Regions from separate parts of the Mus musculus genome. Here region 1 is linked to region 2. The links are chromatin contacts, called in public Micro-C maps. All regions are on one chromosome and are shown on one strand. Each heading gives the region's core, a stretch centred on a gene start, on an enhancer-like site or on the middle of the called end of the contact. The rest is flanking DNA. Distances are from core to core; before and after follow the strand shown. Region 1 overlaps Gm31818 (a long non-coding RNA gene). Region 2 overlaps Ttc27 (tetratricopeptide repeat domain 27).

The links. A called contact is a pair of places that touch in the nucleus more often than the background predicts.
Region 1: a contact with region 2 is called in a Micro-C map of the HL-1 cell line, with 2.5 times the contacts expected there. The contact joins two enhancer-like sites. A contact is called at or near these places in 4 of 484 Hi-C or Micro-C datasets (the 3T3-L1 cell line, the C2C12 cell line, the HL-1 cell line and 1 more) and 1 of 115 datasets of contacts at active chromatin or transcription factors (embryonic stem cells).

The regions. Positions count from the first base shown.
Region 1 is chr17:74,957,648-74,961,595 of GRCm38.p6, reverse strand. It overlaps Gm31818 (a long non-coding RNA gene), which reads right to left. Exons shown (of 4, transcript XR_876955.1): 4 at 3,782-3,948. Among named protein-coding and RNA genes, the nearest start is that of Gm31818, 9.3 kb to the right of the region's middle. Within about 2 kb of position 1,570, at least 19 of the 459 cell types and tissues checked have an H3K27ac peak or open chromatin away from gene starts, as enhancers often do. A contact at or near this core is called in the C2C12 cell line and the HL-1 cell line, where this site is marked.
Region 2 is chr17:74,807,058-74,810,718 of GRCm38.p6, reverse strand. The region is part of intron 13 of Ttc27 (tetratricopeptide repeat domain 27); the gene reads right to left. Among named protein-coding and RNA genes, the nearest start is that of Ttc27, 91 kb to the right of the region's middle. Within about 2 kb of position 2,203, at least 29 of the 459 cell types and tissues checked have an H3K27ac peak or open chromatin away from gene starts, as enhancers often do. A contact at or near this core is called in the C2C12 cell line and the HL-1 cell line, where this site is marked.

The DNA of each region.
Region 1 (3,948 bases), core at 321-2,820, 150 kb before region 2:
AGATGGGAGATCTGCCAGCCAGACTTGGAACTCAGACGTACGGTGCTGAGGAGAGGTGTCCAGCCATGTGGTAAACATGGATGAATATAAATAGAATTAATTTATATGAACTAGTCGGGAACAAGCCTAAGCTATGTCGGTCTTATTTTCTAATATGACCAATGGAACCATTACAACCATTATCAAGTATCTTGATGTGAGAATATACTGTAGAGACAGAAGGAGAGAGACACTAGGTTAAAAGGTTATCAAAATGGGTAGGTGCAGTAAACATCTAAGGTACCTTTGCTATAGTTAGTAACTCACATTTGAAAGCATCTAGTCACTTAGTGGACTGGTTAGTGGACTAGCCCTGGTTAGTAAGAGCCTAACTGAGATGTCACTGCAGAGCCTAGAGGAGGTAGTATTCAGGAGAAGGTAGAGAGGGGACTGTGAAAACAGCACGCTCCCTGTTGCAGGGAGAAAAGAGTAGTAGCATTAGTCTGATGGAACTCGTGAAGCACCAAGGGAAGTGACACAGGTCATCTAGAGAAAGGGTTTTGCTTGCCGTGGAGACCACTGTCACTCAAAAGCAGCAGCATTCAGTCTGGTGGAGGTCCATGAGTTTAGGGTAGCAAGCTCTTAGTCCCCACAGTGTATATTCCAATGTAAAATCAGAAGTTAAGTGAGATGTGAAGTTAGTCGAGTGAGATGATTTTGCAGCTGTTTGGAGAGCAACACGGCTAATTGAGATTCAGAGCAGGATGGAGCCATCTGCCCCGAAGCGAGGAAAAGCCACCGCTGAGAGCCCATCATGGACACCCAGACTCTGTCCGAGGGACTTTTAGTTATGCTTTCCCAAGCTAGGCTCACATGTATTCCCATGGAAATGGGAAACAGAGTGAGCTTCAAGAGTGCGATCCCGAAGGTATGAAGAAAGACCACGTGAGAAAGGCCAGCTGCTGTTTCCCGTGGCCTAAGCTACTTCTGGCTCCTGGCAAGGTTATTCAAACGTTAGCTTTCCTTGTTCTGCTTTGTCTCCAGCACCCACAGTCTTCTGGTGCTAACTTCCCTAACTTCCACGACTTTCACGGAGAACAGTGAAACGAGCGATGGAAAAGCCCACCCACCTCCACCCACCTCCTACCGCAGGTTCTTCTTACCGATCCAGCAGGCACAGCCCAGTAACTCAAACTCAGGGCCTCTTACCCTTACCTGATCATTAGTAGTTTACTCTCGGCCCCCACCATAGGGAGAACAAGAACATGTGTGCCCTAAATGCTTCTCTGAATTCGCCTTTGCTCAGTTTCAATTTTTAACAGCTATCTAGTTTAAGCCACGTTCTCTGAGCTGGGGGAAGCTGGTGCTTCAGGCTCTTTATGGGTCCTGGGGGTCCAATTGTCCATCCACTGAGCTGTGAACACAGGCTGATATGTCATAAATGTCAACTGCGGGGAAAACGCTGGGCACACTGGCCTTTTTTCAGAATTCTTTTACAGTGACTTGGAGGAAACACCCTCTGGTTCCAACTTAGTGTCTGGCACCTCGCCTTTCACTTGGTTTGGGAAGCACAACACCCACTGTGCCTTTGTAATTCTCTTCTTCACTCTTGCTTGGACTGCAGAGCTCACGATGCCTTCCCTGTAGAATGAATGCAGTCTTCAAAACTAGTAGCGGCTGGATAGACACACAATAAAACTTCAGGCTTTTCTTTTTGGTGAAAAAACTTTTGCTTTTTTTTCTTTTCCTGTACAGTTTTCTGTGGTTGCTGTAACAAATTACTGAAAGCTTGGCCATTTAAAACAACACATTTATTCTCTTCCAGATCTGGATGCCAGAGCCTAAAACTAGTTTTGCTGGGTCCAAATTAAGGTCATTGGGGTACAACCTTCCCTCTGAAGGCTCTGGGGACAATCCTCCTATTGTCTTTCCCAGATTCTAAAGTCCTATGCCTTACATTCCTGGGCTCCTGGCCATTTCCTCCATATTTCAAGGAAGCTTTTGTTTCAATACTATACCTCTCTCTCCTGGGCCAAAGCTCTTTCTGTCCTCCTCTTAGAAAGACAACTGTCACTGAACACGACCAGATGCTCCAAGAACAATATCTCATCATTGAAAACCCTCATAATCACATCCGCATTCTTGACATATTAGGTTGTATTCCCGGATTGCAGGCACTGGGGACCATGGCTTAGACTACCACACTGACAGGTAGAAGGCACTCAACAGCAAATGTCCCTGTTGTGGAGCTGTCAACATGATCTGTCTAAAGCGAGGCCAGCAGTGATCGCCCTCAGAGTTTCAGGAGAGGAGGAACTATTAGCATTAGGAGGTTCATGGGGCACCCTCAGTCAATGTATGAAGAAGCTATGACCCCTCATAAGATATCTGCCAGGCCTGACCCTCTCTGAAGCTGTATGATAAATGAGCACTGGCTGGGGGAAAGGGCAGAGACTCTTCTGTAGCGAGTCTGCCTGCACATCGTTCATGGGGATTCATCAGGGGCACAGCTTGCCACAAGATGTCCAGGCTGCCAGGGAGACCCTGTGTGTACAGCAGCCAGGAGGGAGAGTTCTCTGGGAGGGACTCTAAGAACCCCTTGTGTCATCAAACTTAACTTGGATGGAATTCTTCCTTCGTCTGCCAGTACCCTATCTAGGGTGACAGACAGTTCTTCATATCCCATCAAGGAAAGCCATGCAACAGTCTCCTCCCACAGATCTGAGATGTTGCTGGGAAAGGCAAGGCTTGTGTCCCTGTGCTCTGCCTGGGATACTGTGGATCCAGACAGAGCCACTTAGTCCATTTTTATAACAGAGTACCAGACACTGGGTAGCTTAAAACAAACAAAAATGTATCCGCTTGTAGTCCTAAAGTCTGGAAAGTCTAAAATTGAGGAGTGGGCCCTTGGTGAAGGCTGTTTCACTGTGTAGTCTATAAGAAGAGGTAGAAGTAAGGGAAAAGACCAGCCAAACTTGCCAATAAGAGATCCATTCTCTTGACCATGGCATTGATCTGCTCACTTCACTATGATGGCCTAACTAGCTCTCATTAGCCCCTCTTCCCAACACGGTCGTACTGGGGATTAAGGTCTCATACCCATCTTGGCAGGGTTTGGTGGGGGATTGTGAGGTCTAAATGTTGATGCCAGGAAAACAGGCAGTTCACAGGAGGACAGGAGGTTAAAGAGAATTCAAGGAGACATAGACTAAGGCAAACATTATGGGGCCTGACAGATTGCTCAGTAGCTAAGCACACCAGCTGCTCTTCCAGAGGACCTGGACTCAATTCCTGGAACCCATAATACCAGCTCACAATGGTCTGTAACTCCATTCCCAGAGGCTCTGATGTCTTTAGGGCCTCAGTGGGCACCAGCAATGTACATGGTGCACACACATACATGCAGGCAAAACACCTATACACATTTTTGTTGGTGGTTGTGGTTGAGTTTGTAAGGGAAATCAGCCCCTCAGAGTCAGCTCAAAACATACCTAGATATCAAGTTCCCAGCACAAAGGAGATTGAGACCAGGCTAGTCTCAAACTCATAGCGATCCACCTGCCTCTGCTTCATGAGTGCTGGATTTAAACATAAAAGTTTTTTAAACGACACTCATGAACACATTGGCCACACACAGTGGACATAGACACACATACCACCACATACATAGACACATAAAGACCAGCACACAGGCTACATGGAAGTAGGCACACAGGTCTATAGATGACACACACAAGCAGGCTAAAGAGGGCAAAGCTCTGATTAGGGTTCAAATTTATACAGAAATCACACAAAAGCAGCATTTTGCCCAAAACATAATACATTTTATCTGTTTGCTTTGGGGTTTCCAGAGTCAACCATTTTGTTTTGACTTAGTCTTCTGGTTTGTCCAGTGTCAGTCATGTTACCAGATACCTATATCAGCACCATGGTGTCTAAACATAAACTGGCCCTTTCGACCCTCTGTTC
Region 2 (3,661 bases), core at 954-3,453:
ACAGCACGAAGGAAACAGACAGAAATACCACTTGCTTGGATATCACAATTTCCTTTTGTTTTGTTTTGTTTTGTTTTCAAGACAGAGTTTCTCTGTGTAGTCCCGGCTGTCCTGGAACTCACTCTGTAGACCAGGCTGACCTTGAACTCAGAGATCTGCCTGCCTCTGCCTCCCAAGTGCTGGGATTAAAGGCGTGCACCACCACTGCCTCGCCAGTTTTCTGACTTGCTACCCAGAGTTCCTTCTTCCTAAGGGACTGGGGGGCTTGGGGGTGGGAATGGGGCGCTGTCCACATGAATAAACAAGTTCACAATTTCTGCTATGTCCCTTCGGGACCAACTGGTTGGCGTCTGTCTGTCACATGAACTAAAGGTTAACATAATCTAGCCCTAAAGGCACGCCCCGTTCTCTATCCTGTGCCTTCTTCCCTACCTCAGTCTCATGGCACAAATGAAAACAAGCTGTTGAATATAGTTCAACAAACAGGAAATACCCTTAGGCCAAATCCAAGATCACTGCCACCTCTGTTTGGTAGTGGCTTTCCCCAAGACATGCTCCATGCTCTTAAGTCGTGCATCACCATACTTGCACTCTAATATTCCCCTCACTGAAGGAGAACACTCTTTAACCTGTCAGTTTTACTGTCTCCCTAAGGGGATAGTTTCCTTAATTTTCCTTTTACTGTTGTAAAAGAATTCTACTATTGGTTGTTTAATGCTGTTTCTTGTTTGGATGTTTACAGCTATTCTGTTATTTGCCTCTTCTTTCCAGAAAACTTACACCACGTAAGTCATCTGCTCCCGAGACCTTCCCAGAAGGTTTATCTCCCTGTTGGCTACAGATAACGGGCAAGAGTGATTTCTCTCATCACCTTGCAGAGCAACAGGCGGGAGAGACAGTTGCACGTTTGCTGCAGAGAGCTGACTGCACCAGAACTGAGCTAGCCCATACGTATGCTGGCTCTGCTTTTCCGAGCAGTGGAGTGATTGCAGACTCGGCTTTCCACCTTATGCAGGCACAGAACAGACCGGCCTGTGCCATGCCTCTGGGGTTCCTAGGTCTCAGAACCAAGCAGGCATCAGGCAGGGTTTCCACCTTCCCCACTCTATCACGGCCCAGACGCTACCACAGGGTTCTTGGCAGCTGTAAAATTAAGCCTTAGGAGTTTCTTTCTTTTTTTTCCCTTCCTTCCTTTCTTTTTTTTTTCCTTCCTTCCTTTCTTTTTTTTATTGCTAGCCAATATGAGAAAGAAAGAAAAAGACTCTTTTTTTTCTGTACATATTATTCACATATGTCCATCCTGTCTGCTCTTTGAAAAGGGAACACCAACCTCCTTGAATTTTCTACCACAAGTAATAACTTTACGACAGAAATTATTGGGTCACATTTCAAATGTAGATACTTTATCCTTTCAAAAACTAAAATGAGTCAGGCATAGTGTCACATGCCATAAACCCAGTGTTAGGGAGGCTGAAGCAGAAAAATGACAAGCTCAAAGCCAACCTAGCCTACACAGTAAGATCCTGCCTCAAAACAAAAACCACTAAAAGGACAGGCAACATTTGCCCTGTACATAAGGGTGAGTATGGCCCAGGCCTTGGGATGAACCATGATTCAAAGGTCTGACTCACAGGGAGAGCTCAGGAGATTCACTGGGCACCCTGTGCCAGACAGCTCCAATCTTACAACTTTATTCTGCTTCTTCCAATAGCCCAGTGACTCTTTGTTGACGGGAAACAACGTCTACGCTAACAGCTGAAGGTATTCAGGACGCTCTAGACTTGGCCTTGGCCAATATGGCACTGTGTCCTCCACAATCTCCTACAGAGGTCAAACCGAGAAGTTAAGAGCTCTGAAGCTAGGGCAAATGTCCAGGCTGAATATCAACTCCTGTCTTCATCAACTACAGCGGCTGGTACAAACTGACACTTCTAATTCTTCATCTATAAAGTTAGTAAAAACATTAAGGATCTTGGTGATTGTGCCGCTGGCTAAGAGTATCTACAGAGTGCTTAAAAGTCAGTACCTGAAGCCTGGTCATATGTAAAACTCCTTGCTGTGTTACTATTAGGATAGAATAGAATAAAGTCAGAACTCTACAGTCACCAAGAATCTTTGCTTTCTAAATGACTGGTGTTTGCACATGCAGAATATATTATTCCCAGAAGACATGCCCCCAGTTTCACTTCTGTGAATCTAACCCTTCTTTAAGTGCTCAGTGAAAATCACTTCTCCATCAGGCCTTTCCTGACCATCCATTGTTGCTTCATTCGCCTCTAGGCAGCAAAAGCACACTGCCCATTTATTCTACCACTGCTCACAGGGGACTCACACCTCTCCTCTCCCCACTGACACACAAAAAACAAAGGATTGCAAGCCTGCATCTTAACAAGCTTTTGCATCTCTCAATACTGCTAAAGGAATCCACGTTACATCCTAGCTTAGATCATCAGTGCTTTAAAAAGCTCCAGTCTCAGGAAAGCATTAGTCCCGTTGACTGCCCCCTACCACTCAGCACTGCCACTGGCTTCCCTTCACCTTTGTCCACCAGTGTTTCACTTCTGCCTGCAATAAAACAAGGCCGTCTAGTATCTCTTTACTTAGCTGTCTATTCTCGGTTCAGCACTGCATTTGACCACCATCTCCCTAGGAAGCAGGTTACTGATAGTAATCTGCTGTCTCACCGCACCCACTCTTCAGTCCTCAGAGTCTGTTTTTGATCGTCACCAGCAGGCTTCAAGCCAGGGACCAGTTCTTGGCTTTCTATGAATGTTATAGCATTTGGCATCACCCTGATAGTTTCATTTCTATGATCCCTTCCCTTAGTTCTTTCCCCTCTGGCCAATGTGCTGTGTTGACCCGAGTATATTCCATTTCATTTGTATTTCTGGCAGTGTCCTTCTCCTACCTTCCTCCAGTCACTGGAGATGTCCAGAGTACAGGGCTCGGTCTCATATTCTAAGCTGGTACAATGTTCTCTAAGACATTTGCTTACTACTGCAGTTTCAATTTAAGTCCGAGGAGCAGCATCTGCATGCTCTATACAATGGCTTTTCACTCAGGCTTTTAGCTCTAAGGGACTGTCAGCTATCTTTGCTTTAACACAGCACCGTCACCTCCTATTTAACACCCAAAACCATATCACATCTCCTGCAAAAAGGTACTTTCCCTTCTTCCTGAATTTCCTGTGGCTAATTTAAGAGACATCTGAGTCAGGAGATGTTGCTGCGTAGTATAATGTATAGTTGCCATGTGCCAACACTCGGGTTCAATCCCCCTGTACTACACACAGACACAGACACAGACACAGACACAGACACAGACACAGACACAGACACACATACACACACAGCATCTGGCATTCACACTGGTTCCAAGGCTTCCTTCAATCATGCCAATCCAAGGGTAAACTCGAAAATTTTCCTTTGTAGCAAACCTCAACCTATTCTTGCTCCTTCCTGCTCCTGCTCCTTCCTGCTCCTTCCTGCTCCTGCTCACAGCTGAAGTCACAGTTAAACTTTCAACAATACTATGTGTGCCGTCATTTACACAAAATCACAATAGAGTCCCCTACCCGTAGAGTTAGATAACCCTAAAGCAGGGCCTTAAGTGGTTCACAAACTGGTTCTCCTTTTGTTCTTTTCCAGCACAAGCTCTTTGC